5 separate regions of the Mus musculus genome follow, and all the other regions are linked to region 1. Evidence: chromatin contacts called from public ChIA-PET and promoter capture Hi-C data. All regions are on one chromosome and are shown on one strand. The core of a region is the stretch at or near the end of the contact, and the rest is flanking DNA. Distances in the headings are between cores, read along the strand shown.

Evidence for each region. Promoter capture Hi-C pulls out the DNA fragments that hold promoters and counts their contacts. ChIA-PET counts read pairs in DNA pulled down with a chosen protein or histone mark.
Region 2: a promoter capture Hi-C map of erythroid cells shows a contact between it and region 1, with 4 times the contacts expected there. The contact joins the promoter of Nploc4 here to the promoter of Wdr45b in region 1. A contact is called at or near these places in 2 of 39 promoter capture datasets (erythroid cells and liver).
Region 3: a contact with region 1 is called in an RNA polymerase II ChIA-PET map of memory CD8 T cells, with 7 read pairs. The contact joins the promoter of P4hb here to the promoter of Wdr45b in region 1. A contact is called at or near these places in 1 of 39 promoter capture datasets (erythroid cells) and 1 of 115 datasets of contacts at active chromatin or transcription factors (memory CD8 T cells).
Region 4: a promoter capture Hi-C map of the SN4741 cell line shows a contact between it and region 1, with 3 times the contacts expected there. The contact joins the promoter of Alyref here to the promoter of Wdr45b in region 1. A contact is called at or near these places in 3 of 39 promoter capture datasets (the SN4741 cell line, pre-B cells and stem cell-derived epiblast-like cells).
Region 5: a contact with region 1 is called in a promoter capture Hi-C map of pre-B cells, with 2.5 times the contacts expected there. The contact joins the promoter of Mafg here to the promoter of Wdr45b in region 1. A contact is called at or near these places in 1 of 39 promoter capture datasets (pre-B cells) and 2 of 115 datasets of contacts at active chromatin or transcription factors (effector CD8 T cells and pancreatic cancer cells).

The regions. Positions count from the first base shown.
Region 1 is chr11:121,353,067-121,355,758 of GRCm38.p6, reverse strand. It overlaps Wdr45b (WD repeat domain 45B), which reads left to right and starts at 1,312. Exons shown (of 10, transcript NM_025793.3): 1 at 1,312-1,532. The coding sequence starts at 1,466.
Region 2 is chr11:120,436,364-120,439,055 of GRCm38.p6, reverse strand. It overlaps Nploc4 (NPL4 homolog, ubiquitin recognition factor), which reads left to right and starts at 1,356. Exons shown (of 17, transcript NM_001195023.1): 1 at 1,356-1,557. The coding sequence starts at 1,543.
Region 3 is chr11:120,571,871-120,574,562 of GRCm38.p6, reverse strand. P4hb (prolyl 4-hydroxylase, beta polypeptide) reads left to right here and starts at 1,310. Exons shown (of 11, transcript NM_011032.3): 1 at 1,310-1,906. The coding sequence starts at 1,756.
Region 4 is chr11:120,596,994-120,599,685 of GRCm38.p6, reverse strand. Alyref (Aly/REF export factor) reads left to right here and starts at 1,321. Exons shown (of 6, transcript NM_011568.1): 1 at 1,321-1,581; 2 at 1,920-2,051. The coding sequence starts at 1,348. Anapc11 (anaphase promoting complex subunit 11) reads right to left here and starts at 1,154. Exons shown (of 3, transcript NM_001038230.2): 1 at 816-1,154; 2 at 318-444. The coding sequence starts at 426.
Region 5 is chr11:120,632,236-120,634,927 of GRCm38.p6, reverse strand. It overlaps Mafg (v-maf musculoaponeurotic fibrosarcoma oncogene family, protein G (avian)), which reads left to right and starts at 1,381. Exons shown (of 3, transcript NM_010756.3): 1 at 1,381-1,566. Gm17586 (predicted gene, 17586) reads right to left here and starts at 1,178. Exons shown (of 3, transcript NR_165823.1): 1 at 436-1,178.

The sequences.
Region 1 (2,692 bases), core at 63-2,562:
GGCCAGACATTTCCCTAGAGATGAAGCCCTTGTCACTCCTTGCCAACAAAAAAACAAAAACCAAAAACCAAAACAAAGCCACCACAACATTCTGGCGTTATAAAGGCTCAAGTATAGGTCTCTCTTCTGGTCCTGCTGCTTAGGAAGCTAGACCCTATGAGAGATTAAACAACAGGAAAACTGAAATAAGATAAAGCTTGGATACCCTAAGTTTTTATTAGTGATTTACAATGTCTTAACATTTTTTGAGTCTCCAGATACATAATAACAATGTCCTTAGAGAAGCAGGAGTGTAGCCATCTGAGCCACTGAAGGCCTGAAGCTGGGGTCATCCAGCCCTGTGGAGATGAGGTGAATAGATATCCAGAGAGGCAGGTGAGTGTGTAAGCCAGTGAAACCCGAAGGAACAAGGCCTCCTTGACAGTGGCCAACTATCAAGACATCCTGCCAGGACCTTCACAGCCACCTTATTGTTGTGCAAATGTTCTCACAGATGGTGAGACCGTTTAGGGCTTGAACATTCATGCCTCAGCTGCCCTTTCTTAGGTTCATAACTAGAGAGATGAAAGGACAGTCCCTGAAGTGGTTTCCCCTCCCCTCTTCAGTGCTGATGGGATGAATGGTGGGCTGTGTGGGACTAGGGTCCTTCTGCTTAAGCTTCTTGAATCCTAAGACGCTACAAGTCTTCATTTGGGGGAAAGGATGGTAAACAGGTAAGGGGAGAAGCCAGTGAGGAGAGAGGGAACCAGAGAATGAATTGTAGTAGAGAGGAGAAAGCACCAGCTTCCAGAGCCATCCCAGACCCCTGTAAACAGAGCACCCCAAACAACAGTCGCGAGGTCTGGGGATCTTTTCTGTGAGGTTATGTCCTATTATGTCTCTTTGGAAATTTGTGTCTGTGAGAGGACGTGTCAGATGGTTGGGAAAGCTCGGGAAGAAATAGGGGATAGTCTGTCTGTGTTTGTCTCTCGGGGAAAATGCAGGTACCATTACACGAAGGCTGCTTCTGGTCGAACACGATGTGTATCGTGGGAACGCGGTGAGGGTTTCAGGAGACTGTGTTGTGGGCAGGAGCGTTGGCGCAGTCTCTTCTCTGCCCTGTCCTTGGTCCCATCAGTCCTGCCCTGCTTGTGTGAGTGCGGGGCACCCAGCTCTCTCCGCAGCTTCCCCTCGGCTGCGTCCTGCCCCGCCCCTTATGGACGCGCCCGGCGAGCCCTCGCCACCTACTTCCCGCCACCTACTTCCCTGCAGTGGACGCGTCTGTCCCTCGGCGCTTGCTGGTTGCGCGCACGCGCGCCCACAGATCCGCGCGCACTGATGACGCAGCACTGACGACACACGCACGACGCAAGTCCCCAGGACCCTGGCTTCCGGCCGCGGCGGCCCTAGCGCCGCGCGACCGGAGAGATCGCCTGGTTGCGAGCGGTATGCGGTGCTGAGGAGCCACAGTCCCTACGACGGCGCCATGAACCTCCTGCCGTGTAACCCTCACGGCAACGGGCTGCTGTACGCCGGCTTCAACCAGGACCACGGTGAGACCCCGGGCCCAGCTCCGTGGTAACACCCCAGCCCTTCCGGGAGACCCCGACCCAACGCTACCGCGACCGCAGGGCCCCGGAGCTGTCGCGAGCGTCCCCCGGACCCTAACCGGAGACTCGGTCGCGCCCTGAGAGCTCAGACTCTGGCGGCTCTTTCAGGAAATCTCCGAACCGCTCTGTAGGGAGGACCCCCCCCCCCCGCGGTCCTTTCCAGCCCGGGCACCCATAGCGGGGAGAAACACCCACCCCACCCCACCCCTCCGCGCGCTGCCGCCGCCCGGGTCGGCGGGCAGTGCCACTTTTTTACCGGGTACCTAAGAACCCGCAGGCTTACTGCTGGGCGTCAGGGTCTCCAGCGCTTACGTTGCCAGCGGGTGGCGTAGCGGGACCTGCCCGTCGCGGGGCGGCAGTTTGTCGTGGTTCTTGCGGCTGGCACCTTCGTGGAGTGTAGGTTCTTCGCCTTGATGTCTTAGCTGTACGCCTCTCCCTCCCCTCTGGTATTTTCTTCTGTTCTGTAGGATGAAAGGACTTACATGATTTGCGTTCCCGTGACTGCCTCTTGCCTCTTGAGTTTGGGGTCTTGGAGAAGGTATTCTTGCTTCCAAGATAATGGGCGGGAACCCCTCTTAGTGGGGATTATATCCCCGAGACGCTTTTTCTGCGTAACCCTCACTGTCCTGGAACTCACTCTGTTGACCCTGTCTCTGCCTCCCGGGGTGCTGAGATTAAAGGAGTGTGCCACTATGTCAGCTAACTTCCCTTTTCTAAATCTCCTCAAGGGAAAAGGGTAAAGGCTGATACTCTGGGCTTCTAAGAGTTATAACATCTTAGCTTTCCGTATGTAAAATTTCGAGGTGCTGTAGCAAATGTATGACTTACTGTCTTGGAAAGTGAACTTAACTTGATTTTTGTTATTGTTGGGACTGGATCTTGCTCTCCTGTTCAAGCTTATCTTAAGCTGTGCTCCAGGAATCTTCCCTTCACAGTCCCTGGAGCAAGTGGGATTGCATGCTCACTCTATTGCCCCTGGCTAAGAAGATGAGTTTTTTTGATTTTTATGTTTATTTTTATTTTTGAGACAATTGGCACTGTGTATCTCTGGCTGTCCTGGAACTCCCTAAACCTCCTTAAAAATGTTCACCACCTGGCTGTTT
Region 2 (2,692 bases), core at 107-2,606, 920 kb after region 1:
TTACAGAACTGTGTGTTATCAGCACTGACATTGACAGTGATGGTTCGATGGACTTAAGAGGGGAGCCGGGTGTGGGGGTGTACACCTATAATCCCATCACCCAGGAAGCAGATAGGAAGATTTCAGACTTGAAACCAGCTTGGACTACATGAGACGAGGATAGAAATGGGCCTTGGATGTGCACAACTTTGTAGAGAGCTTTCCTAAGAAGCCTGGGTTTTACCGCAGTGTCCACAGAATTGGGTGTGATGACACACTCCTGTAACCCCAGCAAGAGGAGGCAGAGTCAGGTAGATCGAAAGTTCAAGGTCAGGGCTGGAGTGGTGCTTGGTGCTGTACCAGAGGATTTGGTTTTGGTTTCCAGTACCCACATGGTGGGTCTCAATCATCTGAAACTCTAGTTCCAAGGGATCCACTCCCTCTTCTGATGTTCTCAGGTATCAGGCACTTGTGGTGCAGCCAAATCCATGCAGGCAAAACATTTATACATATAAAATATATTAAAAACTTTAAAAAAAAGTTTAGTTGGGTGGTGGTGGTACAGAACCTTAATCCCAGCACTGGGGAGGCAGAGGTAGGTGGATCTCTGTTAGTTCAAGGCCAGCCTGGTTTACAGAGCTAGATCCAGGACAGCCAACACTATGTCTTAACAAGTTCTTTCAATAAAACATATTGTATAAATATACATTATATACAATATATAATGTACACAGTAAAATATATTATATCTAAAACAACAAATAAATAAAACAGTCTAAAACATAATCGGAGTTTAGTACACTCATAAATCGAACCATCGGAGGCAGGAAAGGGGGCCTGCCTTTCAATCCCAGCACTGAGGCAGGCCCAGCACTGTGAGTTCCAAGCCAACCTGGTCTACAGCCAAGGTTGTATTTAGTGAGACCCTGTCTTAAAAAAAAAAAAAAAAACAGAAGCCAAAAAAAAAAAAAAAAAAAAAAACCAACAAAAAAATCAAATAAAAATTCGGAGGCGTTTAGCCTCTTAAGAAATTTCAAAAGTCTTCTACTTCAAATCATATGCAGTTACAAAGTTCAGTACAAAGGGAGAAACTCCAGCTCATTGCTGGAAAATTGTGAAGACAGTACAAAACTTCCGTAACGGTTATATTTGAGCGAGATCTCGACGCTCGCCTTTTCTTGCAGCTTTTTTTCATTGCTCGAACTTTCAGGAATATGGCTCTCCTGTCACAGTCTTCTGAACCCAGGGTCCTGGGCCCAGCCTAGGGGAAGGGGGTGGGGGGCGAGGGGGCACGGACGAGGGACGCGCGGCACCACTTGGCGCATGCGCGCGGCCGTTGGCGGGGCCGGAACCTTGTTTCGCCTCTCTCTCCGCCTGGCGGAGTGTGTTGAGCGAAGCACCGGACATCGGCACTGGCGGAGCCGGGCGGCGAAGCTGGAGCGGCGGTGGCGGCGGCGGCGGGAGGCCGGGGCCGGGGCTGAGGCCGAGGCCGGGGCTGCGAGGCCCTTGGGGAGACAGGCGGCGGGAGCCCGGGGCCCGAGCCCGGAGACTGGAGCGGCCGCCATGGCCGAGAGCATCGTGAGTGCGGCGGCCGGGAGGGAGCGGGGCGCTGGGATGAGGCAGCAGATTTGCGGGTGTCCTGGGCGGGCCAGCGCCGGACGGTGCTCGGAGCCGGTGGCTCCTCCTCGCTCGCCCCGGGTTTGAGGAGGTACCTGCCCTGGCCGAGCCCGGAAAGGCTGGCGGGAAGGAGGCCGAGCGGTCGGAACGGAGCGGCCTTCTTCTTCCCCGCTGCTGCAGGTTGCTCTGAGGGACCTCGGCCTCCTCCCAGGCCCCGAAGCCCGGTACGTCCTTCTCTCCTCCTCCATCCCGACAGTGCCTCGTCACGATTTCACTCCGGAAGAGTCGACCGGAGAAGAAAAGGGCATCATTAGGGGAACCCTTTTCCCACAGAGGACGCGGCCATGGGGGCCAACCCAAAACAGGCGGGATTGGCTCCTCTTTGACACAGGCGACTTGACGACCACCTGTTTAAAAGGAGTGTCATAAAGAAGGCCGATTTCACTTTTAGCCTGACAGTAGAGACTGTCACCCCCAGCCCCATGAAATAAGTCAGTAAAAGGAGAGGAAAACCAGCCGTTTGTTAACCTGTGGGAGTTTCTCTCCAGAGCATATGTGGCAGGGGTTGGGAAGTGATAGGAGTAACAGACCCGTTCTGACAGAATAACTAGGGCCAACATGGAGGAATATTGGGGATTTCCATGGGATCGGAATCATGGTGGTTGCCTTAGGCCTGAAACAGCTCTTCAGTGGTTTCCTGCATTCGAGAACATCACATCTCTCTGGATTTCCAGGGAAGTATAGCTCTTGAGTTTTGTTTGTGTTTTGAGACAGTCTTACTACTTTGTCCCAGGCCATCCTTGACCTTGACATCCTCCCACCTCACTTATCTCACTGCAGACATTTATGGCAGGCTAAGAGTTAAGGCTTTTCTCTGAGGGCAGCTTCTCTTTCCTCACAGCTCCATTTAGGGGTCTTCTGTTCTCTGTATTTTCTATCCTGGATGCAGACGATGCAGAGAAACCTGAGAAAGAAAGGCTGACTTAGTTTTAAAACTTAAATTTACCATCACAGATGACTTGCCTAGAAATAGGTGAGGTATCAGTAGGTCAATCCGCTTTTTAAATTTCTATTTATTTAAATGCTCTTTACTGAG
Region 3 (2,692 bases), core at 61-2,560, 780 kb after region 1:
CCCGTATATACTCGAAGGTTTCCCAGTGAGCTCCGACCAGGATCTGACTCCCTCTCTGCCTACACTGAATGGGTTGGGGCACAAAGGACTTGGTCTTCAAGGGAAGAAACTCACACTAGATAAGAGGAGTTTCTAGTAGGAAAGGTAATACATGCATGTCCTTATTGACAACGTTGCTAAAGAAGCTACTGCCAGGCAGTGATGGCACACATCTTTGATGCCAGCACTCTGAGGAGGCAGAGGTAAATGGATCTCTGAGTCCAAGGCCAGGTTGGTGTCTATCGAGTTCCAGGGCTATACAGGAAAACACTGTCTTGAAAAACTAAAAACAATTAAAAAAAAAAAAACTATCAAAATACAAAACCATATGCCATATTTCTTGTTTTTTATCCATTTCTGAGAGCAGTGTAGTACTAGTCAATCTATATACTTAATATTTGGGTGTTTGCCTTTTCTAATGACCCTTGACAATCAGGATAGTTTTCGTAGTGGGAAGTGAAAAAAGAAGATGCTTCTAGGAGTGAGCTCCCGGGCTGGGCGTGGAGAGCAGGTCGGTTGACAGCCGGGGAGCAGTAAAGAAAGAGAAAGATGGACCGAACACGGACAGGGACTGCTCACAGCTGTAACTACAGCACCCAGTGGGCCGGTGCAGATCTTTTAAGTATTTCCTCGGGTTCCAGGCCAGCCTGTGTACAATGAGTTCCAAGTCACTAAGGGATAGAGACACAAAGTAGAAGATGATTCTGGAAAAGGAAGTCCAACCGAGACAAAATGTGACTCTCGTACGTAATGGAAAGGCTGATTCACAGAAGCCAAACCTTTTTATTATTCAGCCCAACGAACTCAAGAGCCATTTCAACATGTGGTCAGTATAAAGCGGACGGCACGGACTGCTTTCTCCACTTCCCCAGCAGCTTCCGCAGAGGTCTCGGGCACCGAATTCCGAATGGTGGACAGGAGCCTCGGACGACCACGGGGCGCCCGAGAAACGTGCCCGCGGCGTGGGGACACGCCTGGCAGCTACCGCAGCCGAGAAAAGCACAGAACACCGACCCCGAAACTAGGGTCCGTCACCCAAGACCTGGGCAGGGACCGCACGAGCCGCACGCGCACCGGAAGTGGCGTCCCTGGCTTCCTTGAGGAGACTTGGGGGCGGTGCCAGTACGGAAACGCGGTCCAGTCAGAATGCAACACGAGGGGCTTCGGAGGCGCAAGCGTAGCCCCGCCCAGGGGTCCGGGACTCCGCCCACTGCCACGTTCGACGGAGAATCGGGCTGGGTACGCGCATCTCTCCACCAATCAGGAGCCACGAGGCCGGGCAGCGGAAAGCCGCAGCCATTCCAGACGTGTGGAAGGCGTGGGAAAAGTCGCCAGTCAGAAGTCCAGAAAGAGAAAGTTGGCTTTCGCCAGCGAATCAGACGCTGGGGGACATTGGGTTTGTGCGCGCGCGCGCGCGCCGTGGCCAATCCCAGGCAAGAACCGAAAGGCCTCCGGGTCTTTGTCGACTTGGTGGCCCAGCCTTGAGTGGGTGTCCAGTCCCCGCACGGCGAGGGCGGGTCTCTCAGCTCCTTGGCCAATCGGAGGGCGCGGCGGGGCGCATGCGCACGGCGGCTGACGCGCGCAGCGAGGGGGAGGCGTGGGCGCGTCCCCGGCCCAGGATTTATAAAGGCGAGGTCTGGACCGACGCGCGCTCTCGTCGCCTTGGCTGTCCCGGCGGCGCCAACCCAACTGCCCCGCCCGCTGCAGACGTCCGACATGCTGAGCCGTGCTTTGCTGTGCCTAGCCCTGGCCTGGGCGGCTAGGGTGGGCGCCGACGCCCTGGAGGAGGAGGACAACGTCCTGGTGTTGAAGAAGAGCAACTTCGAGGAGGCGCTGGCGGCGCACAAGTACCTGCTGGTGGAGTTCTGTGAGTGCGCCGTGGGCCTGGGCGGGGGGGGAAGGGCCCCTTGTCCACGGACTCCTCCGGGCCGCCCTCTGCGGCACCCAGCACTGTCCTGCGCGGCCGGCCCCTCTTGAGTACGGTGGCCCGTAGCCCTCAGCTTGCCCCACGGAACACGGACTGGCCGGTCCAGAGCTGCACCTCGCGGGTAGCACCTACTGTAAGCTTCTCTGCTTCCAGTTGTCCCAAGAGCATCCTTCCTACCCAAAGTAGAAGTCGTTGTAGTCAGAGCTCATTGAGGGGGACTGCGGGATTGAGAATCAAGAAGGTATCTTTGTGCACGACGTCCACATGGCCAGAACCTTCTGTTAGCTGGGAAAAACAGAGTGGGCTGTGTGAGCAGTTAGCAGTTCCGATAGAGTAGATCAAACGCTCTTTACTATGCCCACCCTACCTGTAACTTGCCGTATACCGGGAAGCAAGCCAGATCTAAGCCTTTACTTCTGCTTACAAGTGTGTGAGCTCCAACACAGCTGCCAGGTTGCCTTGACAGATTGTCACATTCCCATAGTAGAAAGAACAGCTTTGGATAGGCATCTGGACACGTACTTGCTACATATAGTGCTGGCCCAGCAACCTTTTAACTTTTCCTAGATTCTGAGTGGTAAACCCCAGGTATACACTGACCCTGATTGCTGGGGGCAGTACGAAGTTACAAGTCAAGGATGATTTTACAGTGCTGGTGGTCACAGGGCAAAGTAGGGATTGGGGTTGGTTTGTCACTCGTGGCCTCTGTCCTCATATTGCCCAAGA
Region 4 (2,692 bases), core at 72-2,571, 760 kb after region 1:
TTGTTTTGTTTTTTGTTTTTTTTTCAAAACAGGGTTTCTCTGTGTAGCCCTGGCTGTCCTGGAACTCCCTCTGTAGATCAGGCTGGCCTTGAACTCAGAGATTCACTTGCCTCTGCCTCCAGAGTGCTGGGATTAAAGGCGTGCAACACCACTGTCCGGTGGGGTTTCGGTTAGGGTTAGGTAACTTGTCCTGTTGACCAGGCTAAACTCAAACTCAGAGATCCTCCAGTCTCTGCCTACCCAGTGCTGGGAAACCTAGGGATTTTTAGGCTGGTGGAGTAGGCTAAAGTTCTGAGAGCGCATAGGAAGACACTTACAGTCTGGACAGCAGCCATTAAACGCCATCCTGCAGATGCCGCAGTTCTCATCATTGGCTACCCAGAGCCAAGTGGCCACACCATTCCAACATTTAATTTTCACCTTCATGACAACAGAGCCTGTGACCTGAGGGAAGAGGATGACCTGGAGTTAGTACGGAATACGAAAGCACCTAAGCTCAAAGTCATGGAGCTGCGGCAAGTGCTGCACTCGTCAAGAACGGCATCTTCCAAAATTCCGTGCGTCCCGACCAAAAAGAAAGAAAAAGGCACGTGTTTGTCTTTAAAGACGGCAAGGAGAGCCTGTGGGATTAATGGCACGAGTTTATTTTGCCACCTTTAAGGATGCCTTTAAAGATCTGCACTCATGTAGTCTGGCACGGTGGCACACGCCTCTAATCCCGGGGCAGAAGCAGATCAGCCAAACAGGAAACGAAAACAAACAAAAAAACAAAAACAAAACCTCCGCATCCACGCAAAACATTGGTTTTCACTAACCAGGGCCTCGCTTTTAAAGATATGGAAAGAGTGACTGTCACTAATCCGCGAAGTTAAAGCAGGGGTGAGGACGCCAGCTCGTCAGGAGACCGAGCCTTCGAGCAAAAACAACCAAGTCGGACCCACGGACCGGCCGGGACCCCCACGATCGCACGGTGAGGAGGGACGCGGGACGCGCACACTGCGCTGCACCCAGGCGACGCCCGAGGATCTTCCGGCCTCCCAGGGAGGCGCCCGCAGGCCCCGCCCCCTGCTCGCCCTCGCACCTCCGCGGCCTAATCACGAGGCGCCCCGCCCTTCCGTTGCCTCCGCGCGGGAATGTATAAAAACGACCGCGCCGCGTCGGGCTCCTCCGAAGTAGCGCCAGCCACCGCGGCGAGCCGTACGCAGGCGCTCTGCGGAATCGCGCGCGCCCAGACCAATCGCCGCTCGCTTCGGGCCCGCGACGCCGGAAGGCAGGGGGAGGCGCCGGAAGTGACGCCGCGGCGTGCTGACGCGCGGGCTCGATCCGAGGCCCGAATCCGCGCCCGCCATGGCCGACAAAATGGACATGTCTTTGGACGACATCATTAAGCTGAACCGGAGCCAGCGAGGAGGCCGCGGCGGGGGCCGGGGTCGCGGCAGGGCCGGCTCCCAGGGCGGCCGCGGCGGCGCAGTGCAGGCCGCCGCGCGGGTGAATCGAGGCGGCGGGCCTATGAGGAACCGGCCCGCCATCGCCCGCGGCGCCGCAGGCGGCGGCAGGAACCGGCCGGCGCCGTACAGCAGAGTGAGTGCGGGGACCTGCGGCGCGGGCCGGGGAGGGTGCGCCCGGGCCGGCCGGGACCGGGTGAGCGTCCCGCGCGGGACCGCGGCCGAGGGGTGGGCGGGGGCGAGGCCGTCCCGAGGCCAGGATCTTCCGGGACGCTTTGTCCGGTCGTGGTCCAGCCTCGTGGCGGCGGGGGCCGCTGCGAGAGAACTTGGGTGTCCGTAGCGGAGCGGCGGGGCTGGGGGACTCTCGGGGCTCCTCGACCTTGGCCGCGGGGCCGACGGGAGAGCGTCGCCGAGGTGTCGCGGGCTCCCGGGACGAGTCTCACGAGTGTCTCTGTGCTTACGGTTTCTCTCCAGCCGAAACAACTTCCCGACAAATGGCAGCACGACCTCTTCGACAGCGGCTTCGGGGGTGGAGCCGGCGTGGAGACCGGCGGGAAGCTGCTGGTGTCCAACCTGGACTTCGGAGTGTCAGATGCTGATATTCAGGTAGGAGACGGGAGCTCTCCGCTTTCCTCGTCCCACGCGGACGTGGGCTCCAGGATCCTTTACAGATTGGAACCTGCCCTCCCCTAGGCTGCCCAGAGCCAGCCACTGTCACCCTGAGAGCCTTGGCCTCAGAAAAAGTAGGGTTTGAGCACGACCCCATAAGCCAGGCTGCAGGAAGATGTCACACACTGTGTGTGTATGTGTGTGTGTGCGCGCGCCCCCCTAAAAATGAGTCCTGTCTGCTGTCCAAACTGTGAGCGCCTGCCCTGTGCCAGAGCTTACAGTTTCTAACCTGCACAGACTGGCCACAACTCCGGTCCCAGCATGACCGAAAGGTGCTTGCTTCTCAGATTTATGCTCGATATGGTGAACTGATAGGAGAAGGAAGTCCAGCATCTCCCAGATGCTGAGAAAGGTGGCTGAGAGTATCTTCCAGCCTGCGTCTCTGTGCTGGATCTTAACTGGCGATCTTTCCTGGGTCTTACCTGGGTCATGGTTCTCCATGCCTTCGAAATATTTTTTTTCTCTTCCCCTCCCTTCTTGGATTTTGTGTCTTTTTAAATTTCTTTATAAACTGGACCTCAGAGGCATTTAGAGTTCTCTGGTTACAAGGCATAATTTTGGGAATTAGCTTTGATATA
Region 5 (2,692 bases), core at 132-2,631, 720 kb after region 1:
AGTCACACACGGGCATAGCTTGAGTATATAAGACCTCAAAGCCTGTCCCCACAGAGACAATCGTCTTCCAACAAGACCACACCTCCTAATAGTGCCATTCCCTATGGGCCAAGCATTTAGACACGGCATTTAGAATTCATGCAGGCCATTTCTATTCAAACCACCACAAGGCATAAGGAGTAATTCTCTGTATTCTGAGACTCTGGCTACAGCCAGTGAAAGATAAAAGCTCCCCCCCCCCCACTCCCCAAAGAAATACAATGTAAAGAATTACTTTTTGAGGCTGGGTGTGGTGGCACATGTTTTTAATCCCAGCACTAGAGAGGCAGAGGCAGTCGGATCTCTGAGAGTTTGGGGCCAGCCTGGTCTAAACCTTGTCTCAAGAAACCAAATTTGACACAAAGGACACACACAGGCCCCCTCCAGCCTGCTTACCCCCTTTTCCTTGTCACCTATGTTACAGAACGAGTCACCTTTTCACGATTCCCAGAGAAGACAGGGTCAAATAGAACGTTCAGAACCTCGAAATGAAAACTTGATCCCTCCTACTTTCCTTCTTTTTTACTTTTTCAACAGCAGCGAGAAGTCTCACAGAAAAAGTAGCAGCAGAATGCACCCAAAGTAGTTTCAAATGCGGCAGAGAAGGGTTGGGCAAAGTGCACAACTCCTACAGTGCACGCACACTACCCGAAGAGATGGTCCACGGCCGCAGGTGAAGCCCCTAGCACCCTCCGGAGATTAGAATCATTAGTGAGCGTCCTCCAAGCCTTCGTGTCATCGTGGATAGTTTGGGGATCTGAGCTGGGGTTGGGGCTGTGCCCCTCAACAGCCGTGTCCTTTTCAGACTGCTGACCCATTTAGAATGAGGACGTCGCAGCAGAACGGGGTAAGGAACTAAATCACTGTGTCACACCTTCAAAACAGCAAATAGGTTCCCGCGTGGTGACGCTCATCTGTGAGTTCCGCTTTCAGGGGGCCGAGGCAGGAGCATCTCAGGGAATTGAAATCCAGTCTGCTCGCTGTACAGTGAAACTATGCATCCAAGTGAAGAAAATCAAACAAACCTCCCATAGACCTCGGTCTGAGTTGGTGTGGAGATCGGGAGGGAGCTAGAGGCATCCGAGTTGGGGCCACTCCGTAGAACCTGTCTCTGCAGGAGCACGGTCAACCCGGCGAGCGCCGGGACGACTCCCGCGAGACATTGCCAGGGCGCGGCGGGCGTTGCCAAGGGCAACGGCGCGGGGCTGCGCAGGCGTGATGGGGGCGCGCTCGCCTTGCTGCCGCCTCGCCTTTCCCTTTAAGCTTAGGCCAGCCGCGTCGCCGCTTCATGAATGGAACCCACGTGACCAAACATCATGTGACGTCTGAGGAGCGGCGGCGGCGGCGGATTCTGAGCCCGGTCCGGCCCGGCCTTCCCAGCGCGCTTGGCCCGGCCCGCGCAGGCGGCCAGTCCTCCTAAGCCCCCGGCCCGGACCCTTCGCGCCCGCCCCAGCCCCGCGCAGCCCCGGAGCGCGCGCGCGCGGCCCCGCCCCAGCCCCGCCTTGGCCCGCCCGGGCCCGCAGTGTGGTGAGTGCGCGGGGCTGGGGCGGGCGGCGGGGCCTGGCCTCGGGGTTGCGGCGCACCCGACGGCAGCGCGTGCCTTGGTTTCCCCGCCAGCCGGCTGTTCGCCTGTGTCCCCCTAGAGCCGGCGGACCGGGCGACCGCGAGGCTGGGGACGGGCGTGCGCGCGGCGGCGGACCCCGGGTGCCCTGCGGGGGGCGCGATTTAAGGGCGAGCTGCGCGCGTCTGCCCGGGTCAGCGGGGTGGCCGCACCGAGCTGCTGACTCATCAGGTGTCCGTCGGCTTCCGCGCGGGCGGGGTCGCGCGCGGGCCCACAGGGGAGGCGGCGGGGAGACCCTGCTGCGCGGCTTGGGCTCGCCACGCGGGTGCGAGCCCAGCGGAGACGTGCTGAGTCATCAGCATGAGGTCACTCGGTGCTCCTGCTGACGCTGGGCCAGGGCGGGGGGCCGGGGCCCGCTATCGGCCGGTCTAGTCGGGAGACAGGGCTCGATCCGGGTGGTGAAGGTCGGGCCGGGATCCGGGGTCGTGTTTAAGTTTGACAGACCTGTGAGTTGGAGGCAAAGGCTCCGAAGGAGGCATTGCAGGGGCGCGCCGCAGGTTTCTCCCGGGGTGGAAGGTAAAGCCCCGGGCGTGCGCATCCTTGCCTGGTTCTTGGGCTCCTGGCCCGGGTCCCACAACTGGGGCAGTTCCCCAAACCCGGAGACCGATCGGTGTACGCTGAGGGGAGGAGCTTAGGTGGGCCGAGCCAGCTCGTCTGGGAAGCAAGCTTTCCTTCTCTGTGACCCTGAATGGCCAGGCTTCGTCGGTCCTAGATGGGGAAGACCGGGAGGCAGGGGGAGAAGGGTCTGTGGCTTGAAAGAAGCTGGGGCAGCTCTAACCAGCTAAGGAGAGCAGAGTGTGGATCTAGGCAGCTGGTGAGAGTTTTTGAGGTGCAACCATGGAGTAGAAGATGTAGTTTTATTTATCCCAATGTTATTCCTTTCAGAAGAGTTTGGGGTCCCACTGTTGCCTGGAGTTACCAAAAAGTGTGTGTGCCCTGTTGGGTGTCTGGAGACTCTTGGGAGGTGACAGTTTTGTGGGGTGTGGCTGAATGGCTGTTTACTGACTTATCTGTCGTGAAGGTTCTTGAACT